2 separate regions of the Zea mays genome follow, and region 1 is linked to region 2. A link is a contact called in public Hi-C data. All regions are on one chromosome and are shown on one strand. The core of a region is the stretch at or near the end of the contact, and the rest is flanking DNA. Distances in the headings are between cores, read along the strand shown. Region 1 holds the start of LOC103638664 (protein FAR1-RELATED SEQUENCE 5). Region 2 holds the start of LOC100285158.

The links. A called contact is a pair of places that touch in the nucleus more often than the background predicts.
Region 1: a contact with region 2 is called in a Hi-C map of tassel, with 4 times the contacts expected there. The contact joins the promoter of LOC103638664 here to the promoter of LOC100285158 in region 2. A contact is called at or near these places in 10 of 25 Hi-C or Micro-C datasets (bundle sheath, ear, endosperm and 3 more).

The regions. Positions count from the first base shown.
Region 1 is chr9:91,982,549-91,988,543 of Zm-B73-REFERENCE-NAM-5.0, forward strand. LOC103638664 (protein FAR1-RELATED SEQUENCE 5) reads left to right here and starts at 1,888. Exons shown (of 2, transcript XM_008661510.2): 1 at 1,888-2,073; 2 at 2,442-4,758. The coding sequence starts at 2,504. The coding sequence ends at 4,525.
Region 2 is chr9:91,849,290-91,855,927 of Zm-B73-REFERENCE-NAM-5.0, forward strand. LOC100285158 reads left to right here and starts at 5,179. Exons shown (of 4, transcript NM_001370701.1): 1 at 5,179-5,601; 2 at 5,690-5,997; 3 at 6,081-6,291; 4 at 6,373-6,638. The coding sequence starts at 5,368.

The DNA.
Region 1 (5,995 bases), core at 638-3,137, 130 kb after region 2:
GGGGGCCGCCGTTGTCATGGAGCTTGTGGAGCGCCATCATTGCCTCTCTGGCGGAGCTGGCCGGATGAGACGTCGGTCTTGTTCTCCGTGACCCGAGTCGATTCGGGGTGGGATGATGATGGCGCCTCCTGTTGACGTGGCGGTCTGTGCCCTAGGCAGGGCGACGTGGGGTTTCCTCCGAAGCCGAGGTTGAGTCTGCCTTCTGTTGCCGTGGCCGAGCCCGAGCCAAGGGGTCGGGCGAGGCGGAAGTCGTTCGGCCGAGGCCAGGGCGGAGTCCGAGCCCTGGGGTCGGGCGAGGCGGAGTTTCGTCGTCTTCCGGGTCTTAGCCCGAGTCCGAGCCCTGGGGTCGGGCGGAGCGGAGTTCGCCGTCTTCCGGGTCTTAGCCCGAGTCCGGGCCCTGGGGTCGGGCGGAGCGGAGTTCGCCGTCTTCCGGGTCTTAGCCCGAGTCCGAGCCCTGGGGTCGGGCGGAGCGGAGTTCGCCGTCTTCCGGGTCTTAGCCCGAGTCCGAGCCCTAGGGTCGGGCGGAGCGGAGTTCGCCGTCTTCCGGGTCTTAGCCCGAGTCCGAGCCCTGGGGTCGGGCGGAGCGGAGTTCGCCGTCTTCCGGGTCTTAGCCCGAGTCCGAGCCCTGGGGTCGGGCGGAGCGGAGTTCGCCGTCTTCCGGGTCTTAGCCCGAGTCCGAGCCCTGGGGTCGGGCGGAGCGGAGTTCGCCGTGGCGCCTTTGGCAAGGCCTGACTGCCTGTCAGACTCACTCTGTCGAGTGGCACTGCAGTCGGAGTGGCGCAGGCGGCGCTGTCCTTCTGTCAGACTGGCCAGTGGAGCGGTGGAGTGACGGCGGTCACCTCGGCTCTGCCGGGGGCGCGTGTCAGGATAGAGGTGTCAGGCCACCTTTGCGTTAAATGCCCCTGCAATTTGGTCAGTCGGTGTGGTGATTTAGTCAAGGTTGCTTCTGAGCGAAGCCAAGGCCTTGGGCGAGCCGGTGATGTGTCCGCCATAAAAAGGGGGCCTCGGGCGAGACGGAAGTCTCTCGAGGTCGGCTGCCTTTGGCCGAGGCTAGGCTCGGGTGAAGCGTGATCGAGTCACTCGTGTGGACTGATCCCTGACTTAGGGCCTGTTTGTTTACCCCCATGGATTATATAATCTGGATTATTTTTGGAGGATTATATAATTTGGATTATATAATCTGAGTAGTCCTGTTTGTTTTCCCAGATTATTTGAGTTGTTAATAGGATTCTTTTGTATGAGAAAGACAAGAATGCCCTCTATATTTGTACTAGGTCAAACCAGACAATGGCACCTGGAGCCTGGCGGCTAGGGTTAGGAGGAGTCGAGGAGGAATTATGCTGGATTTGCTGGTCGCTGGATGCCGGATATGCGCAAAAACGATTCGATGGATTATAATGGCATTGGTGGGTAATTTCTAGGAAACTTGAAAGGGTAGTGGGGAAGTGAGAAAAAATAATCTGAAATAAGCACCTCCTCACTTGCTTATGGATTATCATAATCAAGGGTTAGATTATATAATCTGGGCAAATAAGCTGGACTGTTTGTTTACCTCTTAGGATTATTTAATCAAGATTATATAATCTGGGGGGTGAACAAACATGCCCTTAATCGCGCCCATCAGGCCTTTGCAGCTTTATGCTGATGGGGGTTACCAGCTGAGAATTAGGCGCCTTGAGGGTACCCCTAATTATGGTCCCCGACAATAATAATGATGTTTGTAGTTTCGTATTGATGTTTTATAATAATTTTTAACTTTTGTTGCAACGTATGGATACATAACTAGTAGATATATAGAAATTTAAAAAATAAAAACTTAAAAAGGGAAAAAGAAAAAAAACTGCAAAAGAGCATTTTATTTGAAATAAGGGAGCGGCCCATGTCCCAGAAAGCCAGGACCCAGGAGACCAGGCTGGACTGCTCTCTGCTGGTGCGTTCGCTCCCCGTTGACTGCCACTCTCCTTGCGTGCACTATCGTCCCGGCGACGACTCCGCTGCCGTCGCCGCCTACGCCAGGTTCCGAAGTCTTCGTGAGCCCCTTCTCCTACAACGAGCACTCACACCAATCACCAGGTATGCCCCCTCCCCTCTCTTTTCCATTCCTGCTGTGCGAAACCGAGCACCAAAAGCTTAACCTAAGCTGTTTTGGCTATTTGTAATCGGATCTGATCTAACTGCAAGTGTATACATATATTATTATGCCTTCTAATTTCGATTACTCTGCAAAAGAATTATCGGATGTACACCCATATCCTTCACTAGCTCCGCCCCTGGATATAAATAGCTAGTTAAATTTAAGTCAAGACACTTTGCTTTAGGATTCACTTTCTTCTACATTCACGACATTTCGTCATCTTCTCAAGTTATCTCTGTATCAAGCGGTGTTACTCGAAATCTTAACTTGAAATATGTAGTCATTGTTTGCTCCTTTATTATTGCAGTGATTTATTGCGCATGAGGACTGCATCTCCCCTTGAAATTTGAGGCTTTGGAAAACTGCTGAATGGAGTATTCCTCAAGTGAAGACGAGGGATTGGTTGGAGATTTTATCGACGCTGAGGATAATACGTTCACTAAGAATATTGACCAAGGAACTGGCGTGATGGCTTCCCAGATCCATGGTGATGATCCCTCGGTGGGATCCATGCCACCTGTTATTGGAAATGAGCTGCTGATGGCAGCTGATGTATTGGCCAAAAATGACGAACCTCGTATGGGCATGGAATTCGACTCTGATGCTGCTGCTCGCGCATTCTACAATGCATATGCTTTATGCTTTGGGTTTGGGATTCGTGTTGCCCGATCCCGTAGTGAGCGAAGAAAGGGCGTCGAGGTGCTCGTCATGAAGCGTTTTGTGTGCTTGAAAGAGGGACATCACAGGAAGAAGAAGCCAGTTGAGCCTAGCAATAAGAAAAAGAGGAAACGACTCTCTATACGGGATGGGTGCCCAGCAATGATGGAGGTGGTGCGTAGGGGCCCAGATAGGTGGGTCATCACGAAGTTGGTGCTGGAGCACACCCATGTTATTGTTAGTGCAGACCGGGCACGGGAGGTCCAACTCCATCGCCTCTCTGGAAAGTTTCAGGAACATGAGAACCAGTTGCAGGAGGTGCGAAGGAACGTGTTTGGAGATACGAATGCGCAAGGGCTCTTTAATTACTTCAAGAAAATGCAATCAGATAATTCTAGTTTTTTCTTTTCTATACAAGTTGACAGTAAAAACTATGTGAGCAATGCAGTTTGGGTTGATGCAAGAGCTAGAATGGCATACACGTACTTTGGGGATGCTGTTTACTTTGACACTACTTGTAGTCAAAATGAGAACATGCTGCCCTTTGCAGCTTTCACAGGAGTTAATCACCATGGTGACACTGTTGTTTTTGGCTGTGCCTTAATTTTGGACAGGACGGAATCTTCATACGGCTGGATTTTTGAGACGTGGTTGACAGCAATGGATAGTAGGTTGCCATTTTCCTTGACTACCGATGAAGGTAAGGGAATAGCAGCTGCTGTTGCAAAAGTATTTCCTCAGTGTTTCCATCGTCTTTGCAGATGGCGCATCTTGTCTAGATGCAAGAAGAGACTGACTGATGCCCGCACAAGGTTTCCTGGGTTACATGAGGAGCTCAAGAGATGTGTCAATGGGTGTGATACCGCGGTTATTTTTGACATGCTCTGGGGCTCCATTCTTGACAAGTATGGCCTGAGAGACGATAATTGGCTGCAGTCACTGTATGAAATTAGGCACAAATGGGTTCCTGCATACCTAACCAGCTTCTTCTTCGCTGAGCTTTCCTTAACTCACAGAGTAGAAACAGTCAGTAAGTTTTATAGGAATAACTTCAGTTCAAGAGTTTCTCTGAATACTTTTATAAGTAGATTTGATCAATATATAGATGGTCTGTATGCAAGTGAAGCCCAGAAAGACATCACTTCTTTTTCTCCTGAACAGTTTCTGAAAACCGACATGGTCTTGGAAAAACAAGCGAGGAGTATCTACACCAGAGCTGCATTTGAAACATTCCAGCTGGAATTGGTTGAAGCAATGCAACATTATGCCGTCAAGGTTCAGGATGGATCATACATGAAATACTACGTCGAAAGAAACGGTGATCCTCCTACCAGGCACACCGTTTTCTACAACGTTGCTGAGAAGAAGGCATGGTGCGAGTGCTGCAGATTCGCTTTCTCGGCGATACTGTGCAGGCATGTCCTTAGTGTGTTCCTCTTGGCCGGTGTCATCATGCTTCCAGAGCCTTGCATCACAAAGCGATGGACAAAGAAGGCTAAGTCAGGGCCTGAACTCATCGGGCTTAACGTTGGAAATGGAAGTAGCAGTCCAGATTCTGTGGCATCAAGATATAATGATCTCGTTCGTGATGCGATCAAGTGTGCAGAGAAGGGAACTGTATCGGCCGGCGCCTTCAGAGTTGCAAAGGAAGTGCTGCGCAAAGCCTTCATGGATATCAGGGGTCACGGGGAGAAACTGTGCAAGGATGCTCTGCGCTCTGCATCAAGCCGATAGCAGCGATTCGTTATTTTAGAGGGCATTTGAGAGATTAACCTGCTATCTTTGCCGCTAAATTTGTTGAGCGAACACGAGGAACTTCAAGTGCTTGCGACAGTGACTTAAGCCGCATGTCAGGTTGTCATGAAAAATCCAGATTTGCTAATCGAGACATGTTTAGTCTTGTTTGCTGAATCGTTCCTTTTTCTAAGTCTCTGATCAGCAGACCGTATATATAGTTCTGGAAAACACTATTTTGTACTCTAGATTGTACGAAAGCAAAATTTGAAATAGGAAGTAAGATAGAAGATGAGATGAAAATGAGCAAGAATAATAAGAGCCTCCAAACAGGCTAGGTATAGGGGAGAGATGAGGAGAGGAAAGAGGTTTACAGTCGGTTTAGACAAAAAAAAATTAAGAAGCCATGTGAGAAAGACAAGTGGAGTCATGTATTAATAGTGAAGAGCTAAATATTATACAAATGAGCTAAATGGTAGACTGCAACTGTCCTTGCCATCAATGGTCGGCTATATTATTAAACTTACTCTGACAACCCGTTTGGGTGTAGATATTGAAGTCTAGAATTAGAAATTGGAACCAAGATTCCTAAATTATGTTGTTTGCTTGTATAATGAATTTATAGTTTAAATTAAAGTTCAATTCCTCAGTATTAGACTATAACTAGAAGTTGTCTCACATAATTTAGAGAATAGACCTTCTGTATTGGTTGGAATTGCAATTCCAGATACATCCAAACAACAGATTTATATTGCAACTCATTTCCAATATCAAGAAGATTTAGTATTAATCTAATTTAATTCTACCATCCTTAATGCCTACATCCAAACAGACACTGAAGGGAATTTTTTTGGTTGGTCATAGGGTTGAAAACGAACGGGTAAAATCTCGTCCCGATCCGTACCGTTTTCCATATTTGATTCTCTCGTTTTTTAAATTTGTGGAAAATCCATAAATAGTTCGAAAACGAGAGACGGTCGGGTTGAACCCGTATTTGAGAAATCCAAGATCAGCCCAATATATATTAGTGCATTAGTTAAAGCCTCATATCCTTATATGACAAATTATATCACAAGAGGTCGTTATAGCCATCGACTCAGTGACAAGTGGTCTAAAGACTTAAACAACACCACTCATAGCTATAAGTACATCATAAACAAGCAAACAACAACTAAGTGTTACCTCTATGTATCTATTTGTTTCATGTTATTATCTTGCCATTCAATAACTAACTAACCACCAATATTAGTGTGTTTGTATAAGTTACAAGTTTCGGCTTAATATTCACGTCCCTTTTTTACACCCATTTATTCTACATCTATTTTCGTTCCTGGCTATTCTAGACCTGGTCTCGTTTTCACCAATAAAATACGGAAATGGAAACGAGAGGGGTTTTCTGTCTATTTTCGTTCGTTTTTATAGTCGGTCATGTGTTGCAAGTATAGGTGACCAGATGGGTCAAGTTATATG
Region 2 (6,638 bases), core at 3,929-6,428:
GACACGGTATCGCCTGGCGCTGTCTGACAGCGCAGAGGGGGTGCGCGGAGCGGAGCCGTGGTAGCGCCAGCGCCCACGTTACGTGCTTAATTAGTAGTAGAGATATCAACGAATGACCAAAAAGATCTTTATAATAAGAAGTGGCAATTTTATTAATACCATCAGCATCACTCACAGGGACATCATCTTGATTTAAGAACGGAATTTTAACCCTCCTCTTCCGACCTTTAGCCAAAAGATGAAAGAACTTGGTATTTTCATCACCCTCATTGATGAATTTCTCTCTAGCAGTTTGTTTTTTTTTACAAATTTCTTCTTCCATAATTTTTTTCAGATTCCATTCCATATCAAGCTTTTCGATTCTCTCAGAATCCGAGATACCCATTATTTCACATTTTTTATCTAACATATCAATTTTTCCTATCAATTCTTTTTTTAATTTCAAATATCTACCCTCAACATTGATATTCCAACCTTTCAACAATTTTTTCAATCTTTTGACTTTTTCTTTCCAAATATCTATACCATTCTTACTTCTAACAGGCAAAGACCAATTATTCACAACTAAAGTCTTAAAATCAGGTCTTAACTTCCAACAAAGCTCATACCGAAATTCTCTTCTAGCCGGAGAAATGTAATCAGTTTTTAAACATAACGGGACATGATCAGAAAAGGATCTACTTAGGCCAGTAACATTCACATTATTATAATGCAGATCCCAATCAGGACTAACAATAAACCTGTCTAACTTCTCAAAAGTAGGAGGATTACGATTATTCGACCAGGTAAAATGACGACCACTAAGATCCAACTCAATCAACTCATGAACATCAATAATAGAATTAAAAAGAGAGCTCCACTTGTTATTCCCCCCGGGCTTGTTCTTATCCGATTCCTTTCTGAGAATATTAAAATCACCGCCAATCAATAAAGGGTGAGAACAATTAGAACAAAAAGCTGATAACTCACTCAAGAATTTCTGCTTTTGATCATTTTGAGCAGCACCATAGACATTAATAAAATTCCAAATAAAACCTGAAACTTTATGAATCACCAACAACCGAATCATAAATTCCCCCAACTCTTTTTCTCTAACATCAAACATGTCCGAATCAAAACCAACCAACAAACCACCAGACCTACCATTAGGAGGAGACCAAACCCAAACAAAAATTCTATTACCACTAATAAAATTCAGCCAAGATTCTTCAAAATCTTTCTTATTGGTTTCTTGAAGACCAATGAAGTTAACCTTCTCTTTCGTGATAATATCACGAAGGAACTCACTTTTCACACTTTTACCGAGCCCCTGACAATTCCAAATCACACCAATCATTCTGAACAAATAAGGGGCTGGCCATCTGACTGGCCTTTCCTCTTAATAGGTATTTTCCTATTTTTAGGAGTTTTACCAGCCAAGTTACTATTGTTTTTTTCCTCACAGTTTTTTTCCTGTGCTAAATTTTACGACCTTTTCTAAGAATCATAACATCTTCGAGATCAGAAAAATTATCATCAAGATTATCGTTATGCATGTTATTATCATCATCAGAAACAATACAATCCTCCTTAGAATTATCACCATTACTCCTAACAGATTGGGCCACTAAATTTTTCCTAGACAATTCTAAAGATTTAATCAGGTTTAAATTTTCAACTGCATCATTAAAAGAAGAACCTAAATCAACACCTATTTTGCTAGCCACTTCCATTAAAACATCATTATCAGTATTCAAAACCGAGAAAGGATTATAGGACGAACCTTTATTGATGAAAGCATCTTTAGCCATAGCTCTTGCAGCAGCCTTATCAGCAATTTTCACTTCCTCAGATGATTCCAATCTGCTGCTCCTTCTCACTCCTTCCGTAGCTACGCCTTCCATAGGACCACCTTTTTTACCACCAGCAATCATGCTAGCATCCTCAACATTGCTCAGATGCAATTTCTTTTTATCTTGGACGGGTGAAGGAATAAATTCATCATCCTTGATGAATTCATCCAACTCCTGTGAATCCAACAGATCATCCTCACTATCATTGAATTCCTCATCCTCATTTCCCTGACTATCAAGGTAACCTTTAGGGTCTTCAGAACCTTTTTCCATTTTCATGCTGTCGGAATGTTCAGACAGGGAACCAGCAACATTGGCCTTACCTGAAGAAATTTTTAAGGGAGATTTTCCCTTGATATCCTTGCCAGAGTCCTCATCACCACTCTTGGCCTTTTTAGCATCTTTGCCAAGAGAGATCTCACCAAACCCTTGTCTATCAACCGAAGCCCTCTTGCCCAGATTAACAGAGTCATCATTCCAACCTTCATCAGTAATATTGTCAATTTTGAAGTAAATGTCATACAAAAAAGGTTTGACACCAACTTCAATGATAGGAGGGATCATAGCAACACTCTTCACATGAACTTTAAACCTCACAATTTCTTTAGAGTTTAAAGAGTTAATATCCACTTCTTCCACTGCTCCAATAGTGGATCCCAATTCACAAATGGCCTGATAGTTTTGTAACTCTTCTGGCACATTCTCAGCAACAATCCACACAGAATGCAGTTTAGATTTAGGCTTAGCCTGAGAACTCCAAGAAGAGACAGAGATTTTGGCTCCAGACAATTTCATTTTCAACTCGGGGAAATTAATCATTTCATCCAATCTCTCTTGAGAGGGGAATTGCATGAGAAAACCAGAATGGCACTTAGTAGCTTTCCAAGTGCGGCCCCAAGGAAAGTGAAAACCAAAATCCTTCTCCAGATCATCGGCGGTGATCAGACCCTCAACTATCTTAACCAAGCCAATAAAACTACGTTTAGGTTTGTTGGATAGGGGTTTGGCGAAATGAGAGGAATAAAACCCTAGCCCATCTGCCGCCATACCAACAATCGGCATACTGGGCTTATTCTGTTTGGGAAGAACACACCGAGCAGTGTTGTGGGTTTCTTTGCGACAGATATCGCACCACAAAGACTTAAAGCACTCCCTAGCATGATGACCATCTAAACCACATTTCTGGCAAAAAACCCTACGCACCAACTCATTCTCAGATTTTGGAATAGGGGGCGGGGGGTTTTGAGGATACCTGGCAAAACAGCATCACCAGGAGTGGAAACGGTAATATCCTCTTTGACCTCAGATTTTCCGGATCCAGACTTCAAGCGCCAGCTGAGGTTCCGATTCTTTCCCCACGACTGAGAACCCTGCGGCGCCTCCTTCGGACCCCATCGATCCCAGTTAGGGTTTCGATTTTTCGAATCCATCAGAGCCGACACACCAGAACGGCCCGGAAGAGGCCACTCCTCACCAAGAGAAGGCGGGCGAAACGGAGAGGAGATCCACCCTCCGCAGAAACTTTCACGCGACGAACTCGGAAGCGACCAAAGGCGAGAGAGACGCAAAGCAAGATGGGGAAAGGAATGCGACCCAAGGAAATCAATAGGAAACCCTACCAGCGTACCTGAAGGACTCCGTCCAACCCGAGCCACGCCGCGCTCCTGTAGCAGTGGGCCGCACTCCTGCGCGACCACTCGCAAGGGACGTGGAGAAGACGGCCCAGCAGCAAAATCTTCAACCGAACGGGCCGCCAGCGGACGGAGGAAGACGGACGAGGGAGCATGGCGTCGCCCTTTTTTCTTTTTCCTCATCCTGCGCAGCTCGATCGAAAGGGCTAGCTAAGCCTTCCTTTTGCAGGTTGCGTAGTGAGCTAAATCGCGGGTGTTTGATATTCACTGGGCAGACAATGTGGATGAAGAAATTCTTACCCAGATTAATAGTGGTTGATAGCATAGAGAGACCACTGAGAATTTACTACAAAAATGAGTCAACAATATTCTACTCCTATAACAACAAGTCAAGTGGCCCTGCCATGTTCATTGACATTAAGTTTTATGTTGGTAAGGAGAAGATCCAGGATCACACTATTAAAGTTGAACATATTAGAACCCAGATGCTAGTAGATCCGCTCACAAAAGGCCTTCCATCCAATGTGTTTAGACAACACGTAGCCGGCATGGGGTTAAGGTGGAGCATGTGACCTTGAATCAAAGGGGCTATAGAAAGAAACCTAGTAAAGATATCTCATTTCGATGCAGGGGAGCAATGTTGTAGTCAATGAGTGACGCGACACTTAATCGATCTTCGTTACTCATTGGTCTTGATGTGTAAACTTTGTCGAAGGGTGGGATCCAGAAAAGTTAAGTATAAGAAATGTAGAGAAACAAAGGGGATAATGTTGGATATGTCCTCTACGGTCGATCAATAGGGACCAGATTGAGCTTAACCTAACTAACTCTGCCTAACCTCGCGCCCTTGATCGGAGAGGCCACCCTAACCATGGTTGCAGCTTCCGGTCACACATCACCATATAGAAGGATTAAGGAGGCGGCATGATTAGCCAACGCTAACTACTAGCACCAAAACCCTAATCCACAATTCTAGAGAGGTCCCCATCGCATAGGCTTCGTAGTGATTGGAAGAGTTGTGATCTATAGCGTCGGACAACAACGGCCCAGGATCCGAGCCTCTTCCACATGAGAACCAAGACACCGGCAACCACGCTCCTCCTCTAACGCGCCAAGATCCACCTCCACCACTACAAGATTCAGAAGAATCCTAGGACACTACACACCTCACCAACCTTTTTCCTTAATCAAAGGCAGACGGTACGCCTCTCTCTCTTTGTTTATGTTCATAGATTAGGAAGGCTTAACCCATTCTCTGTTAATTAAGGCTCTCGGATTGCTAAATTAGGACACAGATCCGCTAAAATCATCACATGAATCTTTTCGCCATCTCGTCGAACAACTTTCTTGCGAAATCCGCACGGCCCAGCATCTTGTACATCTCCATCAGAAAACTTAGGCCTTGTTCGTTTGTGTCGGATTGGTGGGTCGGAACTATTCCTAACCGGATTACTTCTCTAATTTATATAAACTTTGATTAGCTGGAACGATTCCGGGTGCAATCCAACGCAAACGAACAAGGCCTTACGGTGTATGCATCCCAGCCGAACCCGGTCTTCACTGCGGCCGCACGCACGCACCTTGCGCCCCTCGACAGACAGCTTCATCACGCCGATTGCCCTGAGCACGAACGGGCAGGTGTAGCTGTCTGCGACGAGGCCGCGCGCGGAGATCGTAGTAAACTGCCATGACGCATGAGAAACTGCCGCGCCTGGCCAGGGTCCTCATCAGTACGTTGCAGTCGCGCAGCGGCATGGCCTGGTGGCACGCCGTCGCCATCGTGGGACATGTGGCCCTGTGGGTAGGAGGCGCCAAGGTGGAATCTTTTGGGGGGCCGTACGTATAGAAACGGGAGAGCGACGCGGATGGTTGTGGACCTGTGGCCTTGTGGGGCAATTGGCTAGATGGGAAAGAAGGTGGCTGTTGTGGTGGGAGGGAGCGTTGCTGGGCTAGCGTGCGCTCACGCCGTGGCTGGCGCGGGATGGGAGGTGGTTGTGCTGGAGAAGGCGGCAGCGCCGGCGGCGGGGAGCGGCACGGGCGCCGGACTGGGCCTCGACGCGCAGTCTATGGAGATTATCTCGCGCTGGATCCCGGGGTGGGGAATCGACGCGGTCACGCTGCCGCTCGCCGTCGATCTGGTAAGTTTCCCCGTCCTCTCCGGATCGCCCGCGCTCGCGTTGAGGTGAGATCCATTGGAAGTTGCGAGTTGACCGTTCAAGGCTACAGAACATAGCCACGGACAGCGCGACGAAGGCGGCGCGGACGCTGGCGAGGGACGAAGACTTCAAATTCCGCGCGGCTCACTGGGGCGACCTGCACCGGCGGCTGCACGAGGAGCTGCCGCCCGCGGTGACCGTGCTGTGGGGGCACCAGTTCTTGTCGTTCGAGGCGCCGGACGACACACGCGGGGTCGTCGCGACGGCCCGCGTGCTGCGGACGGGAGGGACGGTTGAGGCCACGGGGGACCTGCTCATCGCCGCGGACGGCTCCACGTCGTCTGTCCGTCGCAGCTTCTTGCCAGACCTCAAGCTCAGGTTCAGCTGCCTGCGCGTTTGGTTCGATGATTTGGTCCATAGTGACCCATTTCTTACCCGGCGAGTCACCGTGGTCGGGACAGGTACTCCGGGTACTGCGCGTGGCGAGGCGTGTTTGATTTCAGCGGGAAAGAGAGCTCTGACACCATGACCAGCATCCGAAGAGCCTACCCGGAGCTCGGCAACTGCCTCTACTTCGACCTTGCTTACAAGACCCACGCCGTGCTCTACGAGCTGCCCAGGAGCAGGCTCAACTGGCTCTGGTACATCAACGGCCCAGAACCGGAGCTCGCGGTAATGGCCGTCCCCTCACCGCGTCGTTGACGTGCTAGATGCTGCTCGCACGAGGTACTGATGATTATGCTCGATGTTCAGGGGAACTCGGTGACCATGGAGGCGACTGACGCCATGGTGGGACGAATGCGGAACGAGGCGGAGCGCGTCTGGTGCCCCGAGCTGGCGCGTCTGGTCAGGGAGACCGCGGCGCCGTTCGTAAACGTGATCTACGACGCAGACCCGCTGCGGCGGTTGTCGTGGACGGGCGGCCGCGTGGTACTGGTCGGCGACGCGGCGCACCCGACGACTCCGCACGGGTTGCGGAGCACCAACATGTCGGTCATGGACGCGTGCACGCTCGGGCA